Linked DNA regions of Xenopus tropicalis: region 1 is linked to region 2. The links are chromatin contacts, called in public Hi-C maps. All regions are on one chromosome and are shown on one strand. Each heading gives the region's core, a stretch centred on a gene start, on an enhancer-like site or on the middle of the called end of the contact. The rest is flanking DNA. Distances are from core to core; before and after follow the strand shown.

Evidence for each region. Hi-C and Micro-C count contacts between places; a contact is called where the count stands out from the background.
Region 1: a Hi-C map of neurula embryo shows a contact between it and region 2, with 1.7 times the contacts expected there. The contact joins the enhancer-like site here to the promoter of dusp6 in region 2. A contact is called at or near these places in 3 of 5 Hi-C or Micro-C datasets (brain, neurula embryo and tailbud embryo).

The regions. Positions count from the first base shown.
Region 1 is chr3:54,984,782-54,991,536 of UCB_Xtro_10.0, reverse strand. All of the region lies in intron 10 of poc1b (POC1 centriolar protein B), which reads left to right. Among named protein-coding and RNA genes, the nearest start is that of poc1b, 30 kb to the left of the region's middle. Within about 2 kb of position 4,741, at least 2 of the 11 cell types and tissues checked have an H3K27ac peak or open chromatin away from gene starts, as enhancers often do. A contact at or near this core is called in neurula embryo, where this site is marked.
Region 2 is chr3:54,897,223-54,903,827 of UCB_Xtro_10.0, reverse strand. It overlaps dusp6 (dual specificity phosphatase 6), which reads left to right and starts at 3,356. Exons shown (of 3, transcript NM_001045578.2): 1 at 3,356-4,055; 2 at 5,841-6,272. The coding sequence starts at 3,659.

The DNA of each region.
Region 1 (6,755 bases), core at 3,492-5,991, 86 kb before region 2:
CTCTAAACAAGCAAAACCAGAAGAATTCCATGTTGTGCTTCTAAACTATTCTCAACAATGTACCACAGTTGGCAGAAGTGGCCAGTAGATGGCGCTGTTGTTTGTTTCCTTATATTAACAGTGTCAAATGTGCTAATATCTTCAAACCTAGAAAAAAAGTTATGTAAATTACAAAGGTGCAATTTTCCATTATCTTGATTTTAGAGTTTGATTCACTATTCATAAAGTTTCCTTGCTGTTTAATCAGAGCAATAGGAGATACTGCAATGAGTGCCAATTTAGATGTATCATTATGATTTGAAGCTGCCTTACTTCCTCTTGTTGTGCGTTTTCGGCCCAAAATCGTTGAAAAGCTATTTGTGCCATGAGCCTTAGTGTAGTTCATCAACAGTATTTTTATTCTGAGAAACATCTCTAGGAATCACATGTTTGCACCATGCATAATGTGGGTCAGCGGTTTAGTGACTGATTTTGTTCTATATTTATCTGTTTTTGTCGGCCAGGATTCGACAAACTCAGAAATCGTATCCAGTCCTATGGAGAAGTAATGGGGCATACATATGTCTGAACAGAAAAATTCAGCTTTTAAACCTGTTGCATAATCACATGCTTGTGCCGAACAGTACCTCATTTATACTGTTCATTCACTCCTGCTCCACGGTGTTACAATAATCTCCCTGAGAACAAGCAGAAATAAAATGTGTACTGCTGACCCTGAGCTGTAGATTTATTTGCTGATGACTTGATATCCTTTTGCCTTAGGGAGTTAATCCAATTACAACATCCGCAGGAATGCTCTTGTGAAATAATAGCCCCAGCCAGGTGCCATAAATCTCCATGAATCGTATCCATAAGTGTTCCGCTGCCCAAATGTAGCCATCCTCAGGTACTTCCTCGGCTGACTAAACAGCATAGCTTAGGGCTTGCATTCACTATGTACAAATGACAATGTGGCACAGTTTGCAACACGGGACAAAATAACTCCTTATGAGGTTTACACAGGTGCACTAATGAACAAAAGTCACTCAAGAAGAAAGGGATGTTTCTAATGTTATGTATACATAGCCTTCTCTCGGTGCTAAAACTAACATTATTTTCTGAGACTGCTTACAAAAACATATTGGCACAACATTTTGGAGACAACATTTTTGTTCATACAAATTAGTTGGTGATACCATTTCATCCACGTAGGAGCAACAAGGTGTTTATTTTTGTTATAAAATGTGTTAACATTTAAAGACAGTGGGGCTCGTTTATCAAGACTGGGCACATTTGCCTGTGGGCAGTAGCCCATAGAAAGCAATCAGTGATTGACTTTTTACAGCCAGCTGCAGGTAGAAAAGTTATTGCAACAATTTGATGCCATGGGTTACTGCCCCACAGGCAAAATTGGCCAGTGTTGACAAATTACCCCCACTGTGTGATATTATTTAAAGTAGGATGTGTTTGGTAAAACATTTTCTAGTTAACCAAAGCCCCTATATTGCTTTATGACTGTCATTGTAGATATATTCCTAGGAGCAGAGCCACTGTCCTACAAGACAATTTCCAAATATCCAGTAACATGCGCTGCTGTTCAGAATGTCTGTGCCAATGTGAAGATTTAACCTGATGAGATTGTAATTGGATAGAAATATACAATATATTTATAACATATATGAACCTCTAATGTGAAGGAATAGAACACAATAAAAACTTGTGTACATGTTTTATGGTCTTATAGTAAAAGACCAAATTATGTGATGACTGTATCCATGTAATTCACATCCTTAGGGCCTAGTTTGCCATTTTTTGAAGCAATTCCTTTTGAATTGACATGTTATACAATATTTTATTTTCTTTACTTGACTATAGCCACATATTTATGCTGCATGGTTCTTGATATAGTATCTTGGAGAATTCAATTATTGGTGCAGGGACACATTTTGCTGCAGCAGCCAATATGTTTATTACATAGTTATCTCTTTTGTAGTAGACCTAACCTATTACTTTTGCTTCTTGGGGGGAATTTTTATGTTCTGTCACACTACTTTGACTAACTGTCTAGTTTATGAAAAGGTTGTGATCTGACACTGGATCTCATGCCAAAGGCTACAGCTGAAATCCCAGTGGACACCCTCTTTAGCTTGAGATCCGGTGTCGGAGACAGCAAACTTAACCTCTATGTCATCTGTTGCTTAAAGTGATCTGAAAAGTTGTTTGCTCAGTTGTGCCTAGTAAAAGGAAATGCAAATACAGGACAGGCTGTTCAGAGAGAATATAAAACTATGGGCAAACTCAGCATGTCTGTGCCAATGTAGTGTTTATTTTGCCAAAGATGTAAACCAATTGTGTCTTTGTTCACTCTAGCTGTCCATATGTTTTACTCATTTTTATCCTTTATTTGTATAGGGCTGACATGCTGGGCAGTGCATTACTGAGATTTGTCAGCAATTCCTGCCCCAGTCGCACTTACAGTACACACTGATGAATTTTACCAGGAGCCAGTAAACCTTCCTATGGAAATGAACACCCCCCCCCCCCCGTTTTGACATGAGCTTTTAGTTTCAGTTGAGTTATGTAGAAAAGCTGCATAGCCACTATTTGAACTGCCAGATATAAACATAAATGTATTTGTTTTTACACAAACATACCTGATTCCACAGAAACCATCAACCATTCGTTCCTTACCCCTGCCCCCCCTTAAACTCACTTGTCTTGTCAAAACCCACACTCGCCATGTTTCAGAAGTGATGAATTTTGGGATTTAAAGCCCCACTGGTTTTCAAAGAATATGTCCACCATGGGAAGCAGAGAGGCTTCATGTGATGGAATCCATCACTTCACAATCAAACAAGGTGAGGGAGGGGTTGCATTACTCTGTAAGCCAAAGGGATGTTGGGAAAAATTTGGTCAGCGTAACATGGTTTCCTTTCAATCTGTGGAATCGGTATGCTTGTGTAAAAAAAAAAAAAATCATAATTGTCTCTAGAAAGTAAAAAAACAGTTATACATTTCTACATTAACCCAATTAAATCCGCTCATATCAAAAGTTATATTTTCCCTTTATTAACAGGTTCTACATAGCATCAGTCAATCTGTATTTATTTCAATGTCACAGTGTATAGCATGGCCAGCATTTCCAGCTCTTGTAGCTGATACTGGAATTTGCAGTTTATCAACACTAGAGGGCCAGAAGGCACATGTTACACCATGGGGCATTCATGTCAAGTCCATAAAGGTGCTCAGGCCTATACTGAACTACAGGGGCTGCTGTAAGATACAATAGCCAGTCACTATTTATTGGGCTTGTGTGGGGCTGTATGGGTTTCTGTGTACTTGAAATGCCAAGGCCTACAGTATTTTGAATCACAGTCTGAACCTGAGGGTGCTTTAGGGCAATATACTACAAATGTCTATGCAACTTAATGCAAAATCTGAGTTTTTTTACTTGGACAATTTTGTGGAGAATTGATGTCTTTCCTTTGCAAAGGATGAGCAGTCCATTATGTGTATTTTGCTGTGCGTTTCGTGGACTAGCAATGCATTTGTCATTTGGTTAGATAGTGCTGAAAGCAAATATATATCAATTATTTTGCCATCTGTCAGTTTTGCTTGTTAAACATGGTGGTACCACCCAAAGAAAAGAAATGAAGCAGTTCATGAGTTGTGACGCAGTAGATCACAAAGAACTACAAGGAACTGCTTTTAATCTGGAGGGGCCCAAGAAAGAATCTTGGTTCCCCCGGGATTAAAGGGGATCATAGAGAACCTTTATGAACAGCATGAGTACCCCTTCTAGGCCCTGACCCTTAGGTTAAGAATTTCAACCCTAACTGGGTCAGCATGTGTCCATGTAATCCTGAGAGAGTCAGTCATGCTTCTTATTTTACATCTGTGCTGCAGCGTGATTATATAGATACCATGCATGCAATAAGAAATGGTTTTTAAACATGTATGTTTATATAAAAACCCTCTTTTCAAAAAATATCTAGCAATGTTTTATTGATCAGTTATGGACTGAATAAGTTGGGTAACATAATATTGCCTGGTAAGGCACGTTAATTCTGCCTTTATTTTTCATGGGAATAATGAGACCACTGTAAGGGACGATCAATATAAACATTTAATTTGTGGCTCCTGCTCATATGAATACTGTACTTGCAAAATATGCAGATAATTAATTGTAACTCCAGACTGAGCTAAGTTATTTGAGTTTATGTGTTTGGGGTTTTTGTTTGAAGGATTCTATCAGGAGCCACTGTACAATTAGCCGGCCTGGGTTTGTATAGTGACATGTTGTGTATGGGTGTATACAGAAGGTGCAGGGCCTCCCCTACATTATTATCCCATTGATGTTATGTTCTTATTGAAGGGCTGGTAGCAGGGCAACAAAGCATAGATGTCAGCAAAAGGCTTAAGCAATGTTTGTCAAGTTGATTTATTCTTCTTGCTGCTTGCGGATTAAATGAGCAATTTCCTGGCAGTTGGAAGTTTAGACGTTCCAGGTGTTATTTCTGTCTCTGCGCTTCCTGAGATCACTGTACTTGTAAAGCGTGACCCCGTCTTTACAGGCAGCAGCATTTTATTTCCCTCCCTGGGCTTGGGAACTTGAGCCCCAGCCATCATTCTCACAGCTGATACTGAGGCATGCAAAAAATGCCCGACAGCTATCATCCCACACATCCAGCAACAACTGGTTCCTTCCTCTCTTCCTGTGGAAGAGTAACATCCTCTTAGAAGAAATATGCCCTGAGGAATGAAATCCTAACAGGAGGGCTTTCACACAGGAAATTATTCATGCGCCCCTTGCAGAAAAGTGCTTGTCTAGTATAGACTGTCGTCTAATAATGAGCTTCCTGCTGACCCTCGACATGTCACAGACCTATCTGGGGCCATTAGGCTTTCATGAAAATACCATAAATTGTCTGCAGTGCTTTTGTAAATATGTAACTACCTTGTTATGTGTCTTTATTAGCCATCAGTGTTAACAAAGGCAGCCGAAGGATACCAAAGGCACCATTTTATTAGCTTAGTGTGGCTTAACAACTCAACATCTCAGGCTGAAATGGCTTAGTTTAGGGGCAATATGATTAGCCCATCTTTATAGATGCAAATCACTTATTACTCCTAAAATAAATATATACTTATTCAGCTGGATAGTTCTTATACTTGATACTCCTGATTTTGCATGGTAATGTGAAGAACATATAATTCTTTTGCTACTTGCCCACTGATGTCAACTTTCTTGTGTGTATTAAAAGTAAAATAGCCACTAGCAGAGTCAGAAGGGGCTTTATATAGCGACTCTGCACAATAAAGATACTAGGGGTTTTGCTAAAATACACCTTATATATTCCATGTGTGTCCTTGCTGGCAGAGAACATAGAACTATTTGACGTTCATGAAAGATAATTCTGTTGCTAAGGGCCCTCCTGACACCCAGCAGGCAAATACTTGGCCAAAAAATGGACAGTTTTGATTAAACTGGCTAATTGATCTAGTCCTCTGACTAGTCTTCATAGTCTCCATTCCCATGTGATATTTTATAATTCCATGAATGATACATGGCTTAGGGGCATAGGAACTGGGCATGTACTGGCCTTTCTGATTAAAAGTTATTGAAAAACTAAGCAAATATTAACTTGTTCCCACCCATAAATGGCCATTTTCAGTATTTACGAGAGTTAAATGTTAGAAATAATGATGTGTATCTGGCATCTTCTATGATACTTTATTGGGGATTTACAAATATCTGATTCACCGATAAAAATGTTGCAGCATTCCGATTCCGTGTAGAAAGTGTTTATTGTGCCAACAAACCAGACCATCCTGCACAATAAACACTTTCTACACGGAATGCTGCAGCATGTTTATCAGTGAGTTATAGTTTAACCTCAGCAGTGGGATCGGCAGCTTGCGCCCCATGCTACAACGAGCGCACGGTATAGTGTAGCAATATCCATTTTTTGTATTTACAAATATCTGATTGTGACTATAAAACTTTGGGTTGTGCTGTTTATCTGCTCTAAAACACCATGGCATAACTGAAGAGTTCTTTCCCATTCTTTATTTTGATGTTGAATGTAAATATGTTTTTTTTTTGTTTTGTTTTGTTTTTTTTTTTTAATATACTCTTACTTCTGTCTAGTAAAGTTAATTAGTTGAGCCTCCAAAAAAAAAAAACATTCACACCACCCCCAAGCACTTGCGGACAGGCAGGCAGTGGTACAACCATACAACAGACCCCACTAAGGGGCCCCTCTTCTTTGAGTCCCTTGTGGTCACTGGGTCTGTTGTATGTTAGTTACACCCCTGCTTCTGTCAATATAATACAAAAATATTGGTATCTGTTGTGCCCATTTACCTATGGGATGGAAAAGGTAGGATCCACACTTACATTTAACCTTTTTTTTTTTGGGGGGGGGGGTGACCATGTGCCTCTGTTTTCTCATATTTTGGCAATAATATAATATAGTACACATTTTATTAAACTAAACATTGATTTTTTTAGTATGTACATATATTTCTAATTGCGTAATATATACATGATCACAGGTGAAAACTAACACTTCTGTTCCTGATGGTGATTGCTAAATATAATGTTCATCTGGTCTTGTTCCTATATTAGAGTTATCATATCACATCTTTAGTTTTGTCCATATTATGAAAAAGGTGGAAATGTATCTCCTGCATGAGAATGTGCGGTGATGCCAAGAAGTCTGTACATCTTGTTTGATGCAATGTAACATCTTGGTGAAACTTTCCGGTTTTCA
Region 2 (6,605 bases), core at 2,107-4,606:
GTAGGTAGAGATAAGGGTCTGTCCAGAAAAGAACCTTCTGATACCCCAGTAGATAGAATGCAAAAATGATGGCAGTGTTTCAGGGAGTGCATCTAATCATTAACAGTGCAGTGTTCTCTCAATAAGAGGAAGAAACAGTCATTAATAAACAGCAACTGAGCCTACAGACAAGTCCAACAGAACCAGGAGGAAGGAATGGCCATTAGATTTAGGAGAATGCAGTTCATTGGCTACTTTTGTAAGGATTGTTTTTGTAGTGTCGTGAAGAAAGAAACATGACTGTAGCAGGTCTGATAGGGAGTAAAACAACACAGCACTTCACAGATAACAATGTACATAATTCTTACCAGCCCCTGTGCAAGTGAAGGTTTACTCCCCCCATTATGGGCACTACTGATGCACAGATTCAGCCTAGGTTGAGAAGGAACTTATCAACCCCAGTCTGACCAGCCAATGACTCTTCTACCAATGTTGAAGCGAGGGATGGGTAGCCCAGGAGAAACACATAATTACTGAAGGTACTGTGCATTGCAGTGAGACATGCTGACTCAAACCCAGTCCAAATATACTGTATGTGCCAATTTCAGCCCAAACCATGTTTCATACTGGGCATGTCTAATCTAATGGACACACATAAAAAGTAGAGTCAGTTTCGTCAGGTGCAAACAAAACTGCTAGTGTGTTTCTGGAGGATGGGAAGTAACTTCCACATTTGTCATATGATTGGAAGCTTCTTGGTCAGACAAGGTATAGTTCCTTATATCCCACAGGGAGGATTGGATTAGTGACCCTTATTAGCTGATTTAATCACAAAAGATGTCACCTAGAGTATTTGAGCTAAGCAGCATTTAGACATAAAATTACTCTGAAAACAATACATTATATGTACTATTTTCTAAATCCTCAATTAGTAGGAATTATGTCTCTGTAAGTGCAGAGCTGCTCTACTGATGTCACAGCCAAGACAACCAATATGGCAGCTTTAAGTCATTTGTATAAATGTTTGCTGCACAGAGTAATCTATATTCTGATCTAATGATAACAGGAAAACAATCCTCTTAAACATAAGGTATTTTAACTTCATTTGTTGTGTAACTAAGGTCACCACCATATTGTTTGATCAATGCTACACAGTCTCAAATTCAATGGAGAAAACATTGGTTTGGTGCCGAATCTTAAAATCCATTATTGTTAAAAAGTACAAATCTGTCATTCTTTCCTTGTTCCTATGTTATCTTCAGTGACTACAGTGGGAAAAAAAGCATCCAGGCAAGCTGTCAGTCTGCCAAAAAGTGCTCTGATGCTCAAGAGCCTTTTATTGTATAAATGATTAACGCTGATACAACATAAAAGGACCCTTTGATTCAACTTCACTTGCTTAAGTGGCCAGTCAGCTCTTCCTTCCATCAAGAATGAATCTGCTAACACGCAATTATGCAGGTCCTACGTCCGTCGCGTATACAATATTGCATTTCCCTGTCTAGCCAGGAGAAAAATGTCTGCATCTTACGGATGGGTACTTTCAGGTCACACACGCGTTATACCATTTTAGCAAAGAACTGTGTCAGGCCTGCAAGGCACTGCTGCATACTCATGCATCTGCCAAGCTTTTCTGATGATCAGTCCCTTCTTTTGACTGCTTAGCCACAACACAAAGAACATTACATGCTATGGCTTTGAAACCTGTGGCATACCATATGTATCTGAACTACATTTCCCAGCATCCCCTATAATTGCTATAGATGGCGCTGCAATACGTTTAGTGCTGAATACAGAATATTCATTTTATCATAGATCATAGCCCTTGTCAGGGCCGCCGCTCCCTATAAGCGGAGTACTCAGTCTGCATAGGGCACCAACTCCCAGGGGGGCACCATCCCAGCTGCTCCAAAAAAAAAAACATTTTTATATATTATAACATACCCCCCAACACTGTCCCGCCGTTTTTTATAGCGCATCCCGCTGTCCCGGATAGTTCAATCAATCTATGGGGTCATTGTCTATGGGGGCTATTGGGGGCACTTACTATGGGGGCATTGTCTATGGGGGAAATTGGGGGCACTGTGTGTGGGGCCCCTATAGTAGGTGTTTTTTTTATTATTTTATTTTTACTTCTGTAATATTTGGGGGAGGGGGTACAAAAGTAAATTTCTGCTTAGGGCACCCATTTGGCCAGCAGCAGCCCTGGCCCTTGTAAAGGTGCAATTTAAAAATACCAACAATTTCAGGGGAAAACCCTGGGTTCTTCCTCTGCTGCTGAACTACAAATCCCCTAATTCACTTAACAGTTGTGGCAAAGGGTAATACTTTAATATAGGTTTCTTTTGTTTAATGATTTTAGGAAATGCAAAATCAATAACGAAGAAAAATATCTTTTTTTCTTTGTATATGATTTCAACAGGCAACAATAATATACTTTGCCTGATATGAGAATCACAACAGGGGAAAAAGAGCATGTGAGTGCCTGAAGTGTAAAGGGCCCAGTGTGGTTCGAAACAATGTGTAATTCAATACAGCCAACTTTCCAGGTGCCCAAGAAACATTTCATTGTGGGGCCTATGAACTTATAGTCAGGACTGAGTGTGGAGCAGCAGAACATAACCCCTCTGCCATTACCCCATAAAGCATGCAGGCCATGTGAGTGCTGGGGGCCCTGGAGGTGCTGGGAGCCCAGTGGGGTACTGTATAAGTTATTTCTTGAACGTTTAGAGCGAGAAAGATTCTGTTGTTGGGCACAATTTCATCTAGTTATCCAACTGCAACTCTGCATACTTCAGCAGCAAATGATAGCCGCCGTATTTTAAACGACAAGGACTATTATTAAACTGCAACTCCCTGCGGCATGGGGCCACTAAGGGTTGGCGCGGTACGAGGTTCCCGTATTTGCGTTTCCAGGGCAAGAGTTCAATGCACACTGAGTAAATCTGTGCGAGTATGCATAAAGTACTCTGCGTAACTGCCCTTTTGAGTAAGTCCTGCCGCTTGCACTGTAATAACTCCCTTCTAGTTACTTACGAACTTTAGCATAAAGGAGTAAGGGCATTGCCTCTGATTCCACTGTCCCCCTCCTTCACCCTCCCTTATTCTGCTCCCATCCCCCACCCCCGTCTCCTTCCTTCCTCTCCCCCCTCCCCTCTGATCTGCTCTTGCTGCTTGTTTGCACCCGGCTGATCCAGAGCGGAAATTCCTTTCCGTTTTTGTGAATGACAAACTCATTAACAATTCCCCGACACAACCTGTTCCAGCCGGCCCGTCTCCAGGGCAACGGCTCTTCCGAGCTCTGTGATTGGCCGCCCTGCAGAATGTATCCATTCAGACGCTGTGTGTTTGTATCCATTCAGTAAGCGGAGTCTCGCAGGGACTGGTCGGCCTCAGAACCACAGGGACATTGATCAAATAGACGAGCTGCTCGTCCTGTTGGAGGGGGACAATCCCTTAGGAGGAGGGGCAGCAGTGAGAGGGTTGTGTGCATGCAGACAGCCCCAGCATCAGCCATTCAGCTCACTCGTTGGATTTGTGGACGGGGAAGGCGCCTCTCTGTTCCCCCATTGACAAGAGCCCGGGCTGCTGCATTCCCGCTCCGCGGCACATGCCTGTGTAGTCGGGCCCCTGGGGACAGCTCTCACTCCGCCCGGCCTCGCCCCCTGTTCTCTCCTCAATGCTAGAGAAGTTGAGACCCGCTGCGCCCCTGGATATGGCGGTCGGGAAGTCGGTGGCCTGGCTGAACGAGCAGCTGGATCTGGCCAACGAGCGTCTCCTACTCATGGACTGCAGGGCGCACGAACTGTACGAGTCGTCTCACATTGAGGCGGCCATCAACGTTGCCATCCCGGGTATCATGCTGCGGCGCCTCAAGAAGGGCAACTTGCCCATACGATCGCTCTTTGCCTGCGGGGAGGACCGGGAGAAGTTCGCCCGCAGATGTGGCACCGACACGGTTGTACTGTACGATGAGAGCAGCTGCGACTGGAATGAGAACACGGGCGGGGAGTCGGTGCTGGGGCTGCTCATGAAGCGGCTGAAGGATGAGGGCTGCAGGGCTTACTACCTGGAAGGTAACGGCCGGGACCCGCTGGCACATTGCACTCATGGCCAGAGCTGGCGACTCGGGGATACAGGGCTCACTTCATGGGTGGGGTGTTACCTTCTGTCCAAATTGTGGGCATATGTTACGTGTATCACCCAATCTTTACCCCTTGTACTTTGCTTTACTTCACCCATCTAAGGTCAGGGATGCTGGAGGCACAGGGGCCACTCTAACTCGGGCCCTGATTGTACCTTAATTCCCTATATGGGGCCCCCGCATACACTTACCCCGAAGTCGGGGGGGTACCCTTTAGGCATTAGGTCAGGGTATTGGGGCAGGGAGGGCCGGGATCTGCAGACCCCAAGGTCTGTCTTGGTATGTCCCTTACACATCTACCGACATGTACCAGATGCTTTGGGTCAAAGCAGTTGCAGGGGGACCACTTGGTACATATGGTACCTAGTAATGTCATAATGCTAGTTTTTTGCACCCCGGACTCCTTATTTGCCCCTAGGAAACTGGCCTAGAATCCTTCATATAATATGCACCCTTCTTATTTCTGCCAGTGTTCTGTGTCTAGTAAAATCTTATGGTCCTCATCAAGGTTACATAGATACTATTAAATAGCTATAGGTTTTACCTTGGTAATGATAACATGACATATAGCTATTTTTTGTGACATCTAGAATTTTAAAGGTTTCTTTTAAGGGTTTTATTGCTCATCTGTGCATAACAAAAGTTGGGTTAGACACTGTGTGTGTATCTGTGTTGTGCTGTAAGGGTGCACCCTAAAAAAATGACATTTTCATTGCTTTTCCTTTATACATCAAGGCTATTAGTGTAGTTGTTACATTGTGTGTTGGAGAGGAGGCTGACAATTCTCTGGCTAAGCCTAGCTGCAGTGCAGAAGAGTTTTTTTTTTTTTCAATCTGTGTCGTGACTGAGATCCCGCAAGTGTTCTGAACTAATAACAGCCCTGAGCAGCATGCTTCTATTCAGCAACAGTCACCAGATTTATTTGGCTACACAGATGTGCTACATAAAGACAGCAATTGTATAATAATCTATAATGCTGAAACCCGTGTTTTTCCCCACAATATCCTAGTTAATTAAGAATATATATTCTCCTCAGTTTTATTTTCTGCAACCTTTAGGGCTAATGATAATGAGTTTGAATGTAAAGGTTTGTTTTGTCTTTTTAAATGGATATTGCACTTCGTCCCATTTATGTAATCTGTAAGCCTTAACTATAGAGGATTTTAGAAGTGCATGGATGTGCTAATGGATTCTTCCACAAGAATCAAAGCTATATGTGCTCTAAAGCACTAAGAAGTCTTAAGTCAAAGAAAATGCATGGTTAGTAATGACCCACCATACTAATCCTTTCCTTGTAAAAACATACCATTTATAATGTAAAATTGCCTGCCACCTCTTCTCTCTAAGAAATCTGATAGTGTATAATGAGCTGAGTGATAATTGCTTAGGAGATTATCATGTGTTTTCTGATAACACTGTTTATCTCCCCCACAGCGTCTAATCACTCCTGTGCATTTCTTTACTAGATACTGAATGTTCTTGCTGTACTGATTAATACTTTATCCTTAGTGCAAAGTTCCCCATTCGTGAAAGTTTTATGCTTTTAACAAGTTACATTTGCAGTCTACTGCTCAAGGGCAAAGAACTTTTCCCTCCAAAGGTTTTCTCACTAAGTAGTTTTCCTGTTTGCTTATCTTTTGTTGGAACATGATTAATTTGAACTTATCAGTATTTTAATCAGTAAATTAATAATTTCATTTTTCTCTTCTACCTTCAGGTGGATTCAATAAGTTCCAGGCTGAGTATCCTATACATTGTGAAACCAATCTGGATAGTTCCTGTGGCAGTAGCTCTCCACCGGTCCTTGGTTTGGGAGGCCTCCGGATAAGTTCTGACTCTTCATCAGATATCGAATCTGACATTGACAGGGATCCAAACAGTGCTACAGATTCAGATGGTAGTCCTCTATCCAACACTCAACCATCATTTCCTGTTGAGATTCTACCCTATCTTTACCTTGGCTGTGCCAAGGATTCTACGAATTTGGATGTTTTGGAAGAGTTTGGTATTAAGTACATCCTGAATGTGACACCAAACTTGCCTAACCTTTTTGAAAATGCTGGGGAGTTTAGATACAAGCAGATTCCCATTTCGGACCATTGGAGCCAAAACCTCTCTCAATTTTTTCCAGAAGCCATCTCATTTATAGGTATGTGAGCACTCTTATCTGAAGTGTAGACTGCAAATCATATTTTAAATATATAGGATTCTTGCTCCTAATGTTTATGATGCAAATGTTAACATTTCCATGGAAGGACAATGTTTTTGCTCTTTTTGGTCCTGTCTCTTTAAATTTATGCTGTAGCTTTGGCTTAGTGAACTTTGATCCTCTTCTAGCAGAGAGGGAGATTTGGTAATATGAGCACTGCAGGAAGAACATTTTGGCTGGAAGCCACAGAGAACATAATCTCCAAGCATTGTAGTGCATTTCCTCTTACAAAGGAACCCATTTTATAGCAGTGTTGACATCCTGTTCCTCTAA